Linked DNA regions of Mus musculus: all the other regions are linked to region 3. Evidence: chromatin contacts called from public Hi-C and HiChIP or PLAC-seq data. All regions are on one chromosome and are shown on one strand. Each heading gives the region's core, a stretch centred on a gene start, on an enhancer-like site or on the middle of the called end of the contact. The rest is flanking DNA. Distances are from core to core; before and after follow the strand shown.

The links. Hi-C and Micro-C count contacts between places; a contact is called where the count stands out from the background. HiChIP or PLAC-seq counts read pairs in DNA pulled down with a chosen protein or histone mark.
Region 1: an H3K4me3 HiChIP or PLAC-seq map of the SCID.adh cell line shows a contact between it and region 3, with 2.3 times the contacts expected there. The contact joins two enhancer-like sites. A contact is called at or near these places in 1 of 39 promoter capture datasets (macrophages), 45 of 484 Hi-C or Micro-C datasets (B cells, the BV-2 cell line, CD4 T cells and 35 more), 7 of 115 datasets of contacts at active chromatin or transcription factors (the SCID.adh cell line, double positive thymocytes, embryonic stem cells and 3 more) and 4 of 9 other capture datasets (adipose tissue, liver, macrophages and 1 more).
Region 2: a Hi-C map of double positive thymocytes shows a contact between it and region 3, with 4 times the contacts expected there. The contact joins two enhancer-like sites. A contact is called at or near these places in 1 of 39 promoter capture datasets (macrophages), 44 of 484 Hi-C or Micro-C datasets (the 63-12 cell line, the Ba/F3 cell line, ECoMG-derived neutrophils and 29 more), 6 of 115 datasets of contacts at active chromatin or transcription factors (the SCID.adh cell line, double positive thymocytes, embryonic stem cells and 3 more) and 3 of 9 other capture datasets (adipose tissue, liver and macrophages).

The regions. Positions count from the first base shown.
Region 1 is chr6:52,758,468-52,761,610 of GRCm38.p6, reverse strand. All of the region lies in intron 16 of Tax1bp1 (Tax1 (human T cell leukemia virus type I) binding protein 1), which reads right to left. Among named protein-coding and RNA genes, the nearest start is that of Gm52904, 39 kb to the left of the region's middle. Within about 2 kb of position 1,285, at least 8 of the 459 cell types and tissues checked have an H3K27ac peak or open chromatin away from gene starts, as enhancers often do. A contact at or near this core is called in the SCID.adh cell line, where this site is marked.
Region 2 is chr6:52,775,398-52,778,598 of GRCm38.p6, reverse strand. It overlaps Jazf1 (JAZF zinc finger 1), which reads left to right. Exons shown (of 5, transcript NM_173406.3): 4 at 895-1,064. Among named protein-coding and RNA genes, the nearest start is that of Gm52904, 22 kb to the left of the region's middle. Within about 2 kb of position 1,823, at least 20 of the 459 cell types and tissues checked have an H3K27ac peak or open chromatin away from gene starts, as enhancers often do. A contact at or near this core is called in the SCID.adh cell line and double positive thymocytes, where this site is marked.
Region 3 is chr6:52,917,474-52,920,605 of GRCm38.p6, reverse strand. The region is part of intron 1 of Jazf1 (JAZF zinc finger 1); the gene reads left to right. Among named protein-coding and RNA genes, the nearest start is that of Gm52903, 53 kb to the right of the region's middle. Within about 2 kb of position 1,410, at least 37 of the 459 cell types and tissues checked have an H3K27ac peak or open chromatin away from gene starts, as enhancers often do. A contact at or near this core is called in the SCID.adh cell line and double positive thymocytes, where this site is marked.

The DNA of each region.
Region 1 (3,143 bases), core at 36-2,535, 160 kb after region 3:
TTGTAGTGGCAAAAAAATGTTTCCACACTGACTCCGTGATAACTACACTAGTCTGACTGCTGAGCACGCCCTTCATCCTTTCCAGGGGGACCTGTATTCCAATAGCTACTGCCCAGCACTACCATGCTAAGGTAACCTAACCTTTAAACGGCAGAGGAGGCTAAAACAAAAGTAAAACCAGAAAGGAAGAGAAATCTATTTCTGTCTAATCAAGAGAAACAACGATCCAGAGAGGAATCTTCCACTGTACTTTTCTGGCTACTCAGTAAAAATTAATTGAATACTTTGTATATCATTTTTTGTAAACACACTAGAACAAGTACTTTTAACCTGATGGCCAATTTAAAATGAAGCCACAAGCCGTACGTACATTAGGACAAACAGGGAACAGCCCTGATTCTTTCAAAGTGTGATTTTCAATAATTCTAGAGTCACAAGACTCATTGAGAACCACACTTCTTACAAGAAATGCTAAGATTGTGACAGAAAAATGTAAACCAACAAAATGATCTTCAGTGAGGTGGGGGTGGGGGGGTCATTATTAAAGACTCATTTCAGAATTTCAGAAAGCTGCAATAAAACACCTTAATAGAAATAAGAATGAAGAAAAAAAAATGCATGAAAGTAGGAAGGAGCTGTGTACTGAGGGAGGGAAATATCTAGTCTTAAACTCAGGATCGCTGCACCTGAAACAACGACTGCCACATATCCACTGATTCTCAGGGAGCTGGAGGCAGGAAAGCCTCCACTTCTGCAATTCTCGAGGCCGTACCACTGCTTATATACAAACCACACTTAATGAGTAGTAAAGTAAAGATCATGGTTCTAAAAACTGAAATTTACCACTGAAATTCATATGGGTTCTATTGGACTTTAATCCTGTGTTTGTCAGGCAGCACTGAAAACCCAATTCAACCCCTGCTCCGTCCGTTTCAGCTCTGGACAGTGCTAACTCTTCCAGGCCACCCTAACTCTGAGAAGCTGAGTCCCTGGCCCTGCCGAAATGCAAAGCAAGTGCTATAGAAAAGCTAACGTGAAGTAAGCAATTAGCTTGTCAAATGTGATTCCAAAGCTCAAAAAGCTGTACAGTGGCCAATGATCACACACATCCCGATGGTGACTATGGTTATTTAAAAATAAACACAAAGTCTTAATTCAGACATGCTATTTCTAAAGGTAACTAAATATATTAGTATGTGAGGAAAATGTTCAGGGTGCTATGAGAAGTACAGAACTCTGATGTAGCCACAGCTGAGAGACAGTTAAAACCACAGCTTTCACACATGACCTGAAGAGGTTCTGATCCTATGTCTACTTTACCAGTGGTGTGATTAGGCCTAACTAGTTAACCTGTTCCTCAGCTTCTTCCACTAGCAACTAGCAAAGCTGACAATCCGCCTCTATAACACTACCATGGTAAATAAGTGACCTATCATGTATATAAGGCTCAGCAGGCAAAGAGCTAGAGAAACACTTACTCCCTGTAATATCATTACAATTATTAGGTATACGAGACTTATGAAGGGATCTGAAAGCCACCAGTTTCTAGTACAAGAGAGGAAGTGGCAGCTGGAGGTTGCAGCATAGGCTAAAAGAGTAGGACAGCTCAACTCTTACTCCAAGGTGCCCATTAGGGCACTGTGACCACGAACCACTCTCACAGCAAAATCTACTACTTTCCTATTCTTACTAAAACTACATAGTAAAACTCATCATTTGCAAATGATGTAAATAAAAAGTACGGAAAATTTTTCTGTTTATAAACTACAGCTACTCCAGGCACACATAGTAAGAACCCTTCTCTCTCATTAGCCAATCTAAGCATCTCAGCAAATGAGCCCAAGACGCTAACACTGTTTCTCATGGGTTTGCAGGAGGGCAAAGCACACAGACCAGAAAGAACACGCTGCTAATTAAGCTGAAGCAGATGACTGTGGAAAGGAAAGGCTTGTCACATGTAACATCTATGCCAAGAGTGATCAGATTAGATATGCAAGGTGGAAAGGAAAATTGTAGAAAAAGCAGTAAGATAATACTAGAGACCTTAAACAGACTACAAAAGTTCTGACAGTTTTCCTAATTATTCCCAATAATGGACACGGGAGGCCAAAAGGCAGGAGGGAGAAATACATTTTTCTCCATTATGAGTGTTGAACACTAGGTCTAAAATCATGCCTGTCTGAACACTGATCAGTTTCTGCAAAGGTTAATAGCAATTAAATGCAGCAAACTATATTAAATGAGAAACGGGTCATGATACCACTGTACTTGCAAAGAGCACGATAAACCATTTCCTTGAAATTTATCTCAGTGCACAAAATATCTAAGAACTGTTATGCAAAAGGGAGTTCCCACCCCACAAAAGAACTGTTCTAAGAAATTTTATTCATTAATTAAATGGGGGGAAATCTCTTAAAAATAATCTTTTAGTCAAACACGGTAACCTATGCCTTCAATCTCAGCACTGGGAGGAACAAGCAGGTGGATTTCTAGGAGTAGGAGAACACCCTGGTCTATATACTGAGTTCCAGGACAGCCAATGGTATGCAGAAAGACCCTATCCCAAAACCAAAATAATAATAATAATCTTACACCATATAAGCTAATTTAATTATCATTTTTATGTTGCTACTAGAAAAAAATCATATAAATATTAACAATGTCTAAAGGGGATTTTCTCAAAAAAAGAAAAAGAAAACTAGTATATGATAAAGATAATAAATTTTACCTTAAAATTTACAGGATATAAATATAAAACTGAAATGGCAGTATTCTGCTTTGCATAGTATCTTTGCATCTTCATACTTTGTTTCTTCCAGGCCAGCAGACCACAATCAAAGGATTGTAGGTAGTTATTTAGAAAGTCATAATTAGGGTTACACTGATAATTGATACATTCCAATCATCTCTGAACTTAATCTTTAGTATATAAAGCCTAAAGTGTTAAGTCTGAAAAAAATACTACCTCCTGCATCCCCCATACACACCACACACATGGTTTCTCTGTATAGTCAGTCCTTGCTGTCCTGTAGACAAGGCTGACCTTGTTTCCTGAGTGCTGGGATTAAAGGCATGTGCCACCACTGCCCAGCACTGGTTGGATTTTCAAACATGGAATATTTTTTTTAAAAAAAAATAATAAA
Region 2 (3,201 bases), core at 574-3,073, 140 kb after region 3:
ATTTATTCCACGGGGCTTGTAAATGCATTAGGACTTGTCAACATATTATTTTACACTGTTTATGATCTGTAGAATTATGTCCTTCAGGGTTGTATTGTGCAAAAGTGCAAAATAAATGGCTTTGGGCCTCCCTCATTAAAGAGAGTAAAATAGGACCACTGTTGACGAGGTTCTCCACCCCAGCTGTCCTGAACCAGGAAAGCCGATTCTTAATTCAACTCTGGGCAGAGCCCCTTTCATCTTTAGGAATATAAAGGATTCATCTTCCACTCTGAGTAGTCATTCCACGAGTCAGGCCTGTTGGGAAGTGTGTGGCTGGAAGGCAGATGAGATAGGTGGGTGGGAAACGAGTGTTTTCTCTCCAGGAAGCCAGACCTGCACCTCAGAGCTCTGGACATTCCCTGCTTCCTGGCTTGGGGTAGCCTGCCTGCAGTTCCACAGTAGCCTCTGTAAGCTAAAGATCCAACGTCTGGCCCCTCCTAAAAATCTGCTTGAAGCAGTTTGTGTTTTCTAGACTAGGAGAGCAGGAAACCAAGGGACAGAGTTTTCCCCATCACCGTGTCCAGTCTAGCTTGTATGTGTATTAAGAGGGCTCTGTCATTGTTGTCTATTTGTGCTTGGACCCCTGGAGCCTTCCTGGTCGCTTTGCAGCCATGGGCAGTCCTAACTATAATCTTATCCCAGAACGAAATCCTTGCTTCACTAGTTCCTAGCTGTGGATTGCTGGCAAGCTTCTAACCTGGTCTTTTCCTCCCTAGGAGTAACAGCAGGCCATCTGGGTCTAGCATGCCCTCTGCTTGTGCACCAATGGCTGCCACTATTGCTAAGCCTTCAGCCGGCCTGTTGGGAGGGGGCAGCTTTTGACAGTCTTTGTACATCTCTTCTGCTCCACAGGCAGCGAGTATGATGAGGAAGAGGTGGACTATGAGGAGTCAGACAGTGATGAGTCCTGGACCACAGAGAGCGCCATCAGCTCTGAAGCAATCCTCAGCTCCATGTGCATGAATGGAGGGGAAGAGAAGCCTTTCGCCTGCCCAGTTCCAGGGTGTAAAAAGAGATACAAGGTAAAGGAAAGGTCTCTTCACTCAGTGTAACTGCTTGGCAAAGAAGCACTGTAAAATAGCTGCCCTTTGCAATTCTAAAGAGAGCTGCCTGTGTGCCAGGGATAGACACTCATCGCCCATGTTCATGAGAGCGAGAGCCTCAGGGACATGTACCCAGTGCCGTCCGGTGAGCACTGGCTGGGGTTCTGGGTGATTGGCAGCCTTTCTCTTTCTCTGACTTGCGTGGGAGACTAAAGTCAAAGAGCTCTGTGGTAATCGGCCTCTGGTTTTGATGCCTGTCAGAATATCCAGTGAAGGGGCTGGAGCATCCGTGGTAGAGATGGTGATTAGCATGCAGGAGAGACTCCGATCCATCCAACACCATAGAAACAGAGCAAGGGCTGTGTCAACCTACTTATTTGCAAAACACTTTTTTTCAGTGCATAGATTTCCAGGTGGCTGGGCCTGTAAAAGCCTCAGCTGGGTTTACAGAGCCTTCTGGAAAACAGGGTTGGGTGTTTACCTTCCAGCTGGGCAGTTCTTGCCCTCTCCCGCCTCCCCATAAAAGACCAGGAAAAGAAAATGCTTTGATTTCTCCCTCTTGCCAGCATCTCCTCTGTCCACCTGCTGTGTCTAACAGTCCTAACACTAGGTGACTTGGGTAGCTGGTGGTACTAACTTTTCTACTGAGAAAACTGCTAAGGACAAAACAATAAAAGAAGCGCCAAGGAGAAGTGTGTGCAGGAAGTCCCCACAGGTGTTAGCAGCTCTTTAAAATCAACTGTGTAGAAATGAAAAACTCCGGAGCATGGCTGGTGGACACGAGGGCACCAGCTTACCGTCTGTGCAGACCGCCTAGGTTTTAAAGGCTTGAAAGTTGGTAGCATGCGCGCATCTCACGCTGTTCCTTAAATATGTGTCTCTGAACAACTGTTAGTATTTTAATCTTTCTATTAGAAAAGCAGAAACCCCAACAACTTCACAAAGGCGAGGGCGTCACTCTGCTGCTGCGCCAGGACTGGTAGACCAGATGGCCTTTGTTAAACAAACATGCAAACCCTAGGACAGAGGTGTGAGTCTTATCAACTCTACAAGGGCTGCCCAGTCCAGGTCAGCACACATCACAGAACACACGCGTACAGCTTCCATATCCAAGCTTAGAGGCACAGAGAAGAGGAGCCTCTAACGGTAACATCACAGTAAGCCAAAGGGCAAGATAGACCAGAACACCCCCGAGGGCAGCTCTCACTGCAGAAGGTTTTCCTCCTGTTTCAGTGTCACAGTAACAGCTGGACAGGGTATGTCACCGGTGTTCTGCCTGTGGTGGACCCATTCTCTCCACATCAGCTGCTCTTCAAACTGTGGCCGCCTCTCCAGTGCCTGCGGTGTGATCAGAGCCTTGTACAACAGCCGTACTGAAGAGGGATCTAAGGACTCGAATCGAGGGGGGCCTCAGAAAGAGGAGGAGAAAACACAAACTCCACCCTTCACTCTGGGCCAGAAGGGTGGAGCATTCTTCCCCTCCCTTAATTGTTGAAGAGTCTCTAGCAACCTCTTCCTCTATCGAAGCCTGGGTTCACATGGGCTTTGAATGCTCTCTCCTGTTAAGGCCAAGAGCAAACTTAGTGACCCTGTGCTGCAGGAACTGAGTAGCGGATGGCTCTAGTGGCTGTGAGGGAACTGTGTCCCTTACTGATTCAGAATGCCAGGTGACATAGCACAGAGACACCCCTAGCCACTCCTCCCAGCAAGATGCTGAGCTGCCCTGTGGCTGTAGAGCAGCAGAGCTGTCCTGAGAGAATTCACTCACCTTCACTGTGCATAGGCCCCTGACATGGTGGATAACCTCAGAACCAAGAAAAGGGTAGTACCTAGAGAAGGGGGTACCAGGCTCTCTGCACCCCAGACACCCTGGCCTGTCATGGCAGGATGTTTTGTTGGCGGTGGCAGCTGTGTGGGCAGTGGCTTTGGTGGTGTCTGTCCAAATCCCTCCTGTGTGCTTCCTGCCTCCCTGACGCCTCCCTCCCCTCTGGGCAGCTTCCACTCTTCTGCTTTGGAGGGAGCTCAAGAGCAGAGCCCCACCCCCTACCCCAGCTCACTGCAGCCTCTTCCATGGAAAACTTTCCATGGAAAAAAAGCAAGTCTAAGTGCTCAGTGT
Region 3 (3,132 bases), core at 161-2,660:
TCATGTTTCTGCAGAAGAGGGGCTTCAGCTCATAGCCTTCAAGTCCTCCTAAGTGTCAGACATAGCTTTGTACTAACCAAGAATTAGGAAGTGTTTTATGAATGGTAAAATATGGAAAGAAACCTTTAGGTTATAATTATTTACAGTATGAATCCTGGTGCCATTTTTTAAAAAATACTAGAGAAGACTAGAAAGAAGTGTACAGCAAAGTGCACAGACTGAACTTTTGGACCGTTCATTGTAGGGTCCTTGTTTCTCATAGTTTTCTAGATTTCCTACTTTTTAAGTAGATATTTTTTAAGCAGCAAAATAAGTGTAACAGTTTAAAACCAAAAACAACAATAAACCAGTGTGTTGGTGGCAGCCGATTTGCGGTTTGAGACCACGGGCTGTGGGAGCTCAGGGGTTGCTGGATGAGCCCAGCGCTCCATGTGCTCTCCAGGCATTCCCGTGTCCACTGTACACATGCTCCTAAGGTCATCCGAGGCAGTGGCCTTCCCTGTCTCTGCACTGCCCCCGCTCTCTAACTAATAGCTACCATCACTACCATGTCTGTGTTCGTCGTATGTTCTGACTCTCCAACAACTTCATTCATTCCTCACAACCACAATAGAAGCCCTGGTTTCAAAGGAGGAAGGGTTTGAAGATTCTCAGATGGTTATGGCATATAAATCAAATCCTGTCTTGTCTGACTCCAGAGGTAGGTAGCTTTGCCCTCACAGGCCTCAAACTGTTGTACTAAAGACCAACTGCCATCCACTACATTGGAGCCTTTCTGGGTCCCCTCTCAAGTCAGCTGCCCTCTAGTTCTTTGCTTTGTGATGCTGGGGCCGTTCGTTCCTGTTGGCATGAGCCATCCAGAGTCCACCAGGATCCCACGAGTGCTTCGAGTACAGCCAGTGCTCAGCATCATATGGGATCCTGCAGGACGGTGATTGCTGGCCCGCTTCCATCACTGTGGAGCCCCAGGGTATGGTTGTATAAAGAAATTTAATTTTGAAATTCCAAAGACTCATGTTAGGTTTTTCTTTATTTCCTCCTTACTGCTCTTAGAATTCATGAGGGGGCAGGGTTGACTGGTACTCGGGGGCCCCAGGTGCAGTTTTAAAACAACCAACAAGCTTTAGTAACTCCTGCCCAAGTCTCAGGTGCCAGGTAAGTGTTCAGCGGAGAGCTGCAACTGCTTGAAAACTGTCACTAAGAGTCCTCTGTTGGAACGAGTGTCACCAGCAAGCTGTGACCAGATTCTCTTGATTCTTATCTCCTGGTGGGAAACAGTGAACTTGTGGTTAAGAAAACGTTTGTGTTTCCATGCCTTAAAGTTAAAAAGTAGTTATACATGCATGTCAATGTCATGAAGCCTGTGGCCACAAGGTGTCACTATGGCACCAGTCTGGATGTCAGAATTAAAAGTGTGCCTCTGGTTCTAACTCCTGAGAAGCCCAGTTATTGGCTCTCCTGCCAGGGCCTTGCACACTACAGCATTAGCTATGTGCCACGTGTCCCTGCACACTTGTCATGTAGCTCCACAGCAAGCTTTTCCTACACTCTCCAAATTAAACTACTTTCCTAGTTCTTACTTATACCACACATAACCCTGAGTCCTCCTATGTCAATTCTATATCAACATATGTATTCAAGTTTTCACAAAATTATATGAATTATAGCATAGTTTAATCTCTTCCCAAAAAAGGTTTTGATGGGATGGGAGAAAATGATATCTGCTAACAATTACTAGCCTTGCCCCATCCACAGTGTGCCCTCCTCCTCTTCCTTTTTTTCTAGCTTAACCCATAGGAAAAGAAACCTGAAACATACTCGCCAAGCAAAGGTGGGCATGGCACCTGAGGGAAAGACTATGTACTTGCAGAGGCTTCATGGGCAGCATCCAGAAGGTCATTTCCTCTCGAAGTGTTAGGCAGATTAGAACAGCTCTTTACTGTGGAAGGATGAACCCACCGTCAGCCTCCTTCCCACAGTCAACTAACAAAGTAGCAGCAGAGCCTGGATTTGGACTTGAGTCTGTTTTTCCAAAAAGCTGGTGGGGAAAGAAGCCATGTCATTGTTGTTCAGATGTCCATATCAGAAAACAAACCACGGGAGCCTTAAGACTCCATCCCAGAGCTGGGCTCACACCTATAATTGCAGCACTCAGGCAGACTGCTGCAAACTCAGGCCCAACCTGGTGTACATGATGAGTTCTAGATCAACCTTCACTATAAAGTAAGACCATGCTTCAGACAGACACACACAAATCCAATCAAGCATTTGCTCAAACGTTTGTTGAACAAGAGTTCTGGCTATAGCACAGGGACCACATTACGAATGTTACACCAACTTATTCATTCTCTTCCCATGAGAGACTAAAGTCCATGGTGCATTGCGGGTGCGGGGGTAGGACATTGACATACAAGTTAATGAGGGCGGTGGGAGGGTTGGCTGGGGGGACTGCCCACACAGGGGAAGGCTCTATGCAAGCTCTAGCTGCAGCTCTCCTAGAGCTAGCTGTTCCTTAGATCAACCTGAAATCTATTGAGTGGGTGTTGCTAAGGTAACCCCTCCCCTGATTTTCTGTGATTAGGATATGAAACGTGAGGACAGGATATAATCCAAGCCCACAGAAGTGGCCACCCTCATGCCCGGGGGGTACAGCAGTGGCAAGAGTGTGTATTCTTTTCTTTAGATGGCTTGACCAAGAGGACAGGTAAAAGCAAGACGGATGGTAGATCTTGGTTTGTGTGATCCTTTTAGGATTTCCAGTGTCTGGTGTAGAGGCAGAGAGCACATGGAAGCTTCTGGAAAGATTCAGGAGGGAGCCTAGCAGAGGCTTCTGGAATATAACTTTTAAAGTAGTGTGTCTGTGTGAGGAACTTGGCGGGCATCTGTAGAGGAGCCACAAGGATGACTGGACATGTGAAAACAAGACAGGGAAGGAGAGGTTAGGGAAACATTACATAAGCTGGAGCCTGCCAAGGGAACGCGGGCACGCCTCTTTGAGAATAAGACTCTCAGTATCTCAGGACCACCATCCATAACTAGCCCTTTTTATCCCCATCAAGGCACATTCCAACAGGACCATGGCTATGAAACAGAGGAGACATCATGGAGAGAGATTTATTGAATTTTCTCTTC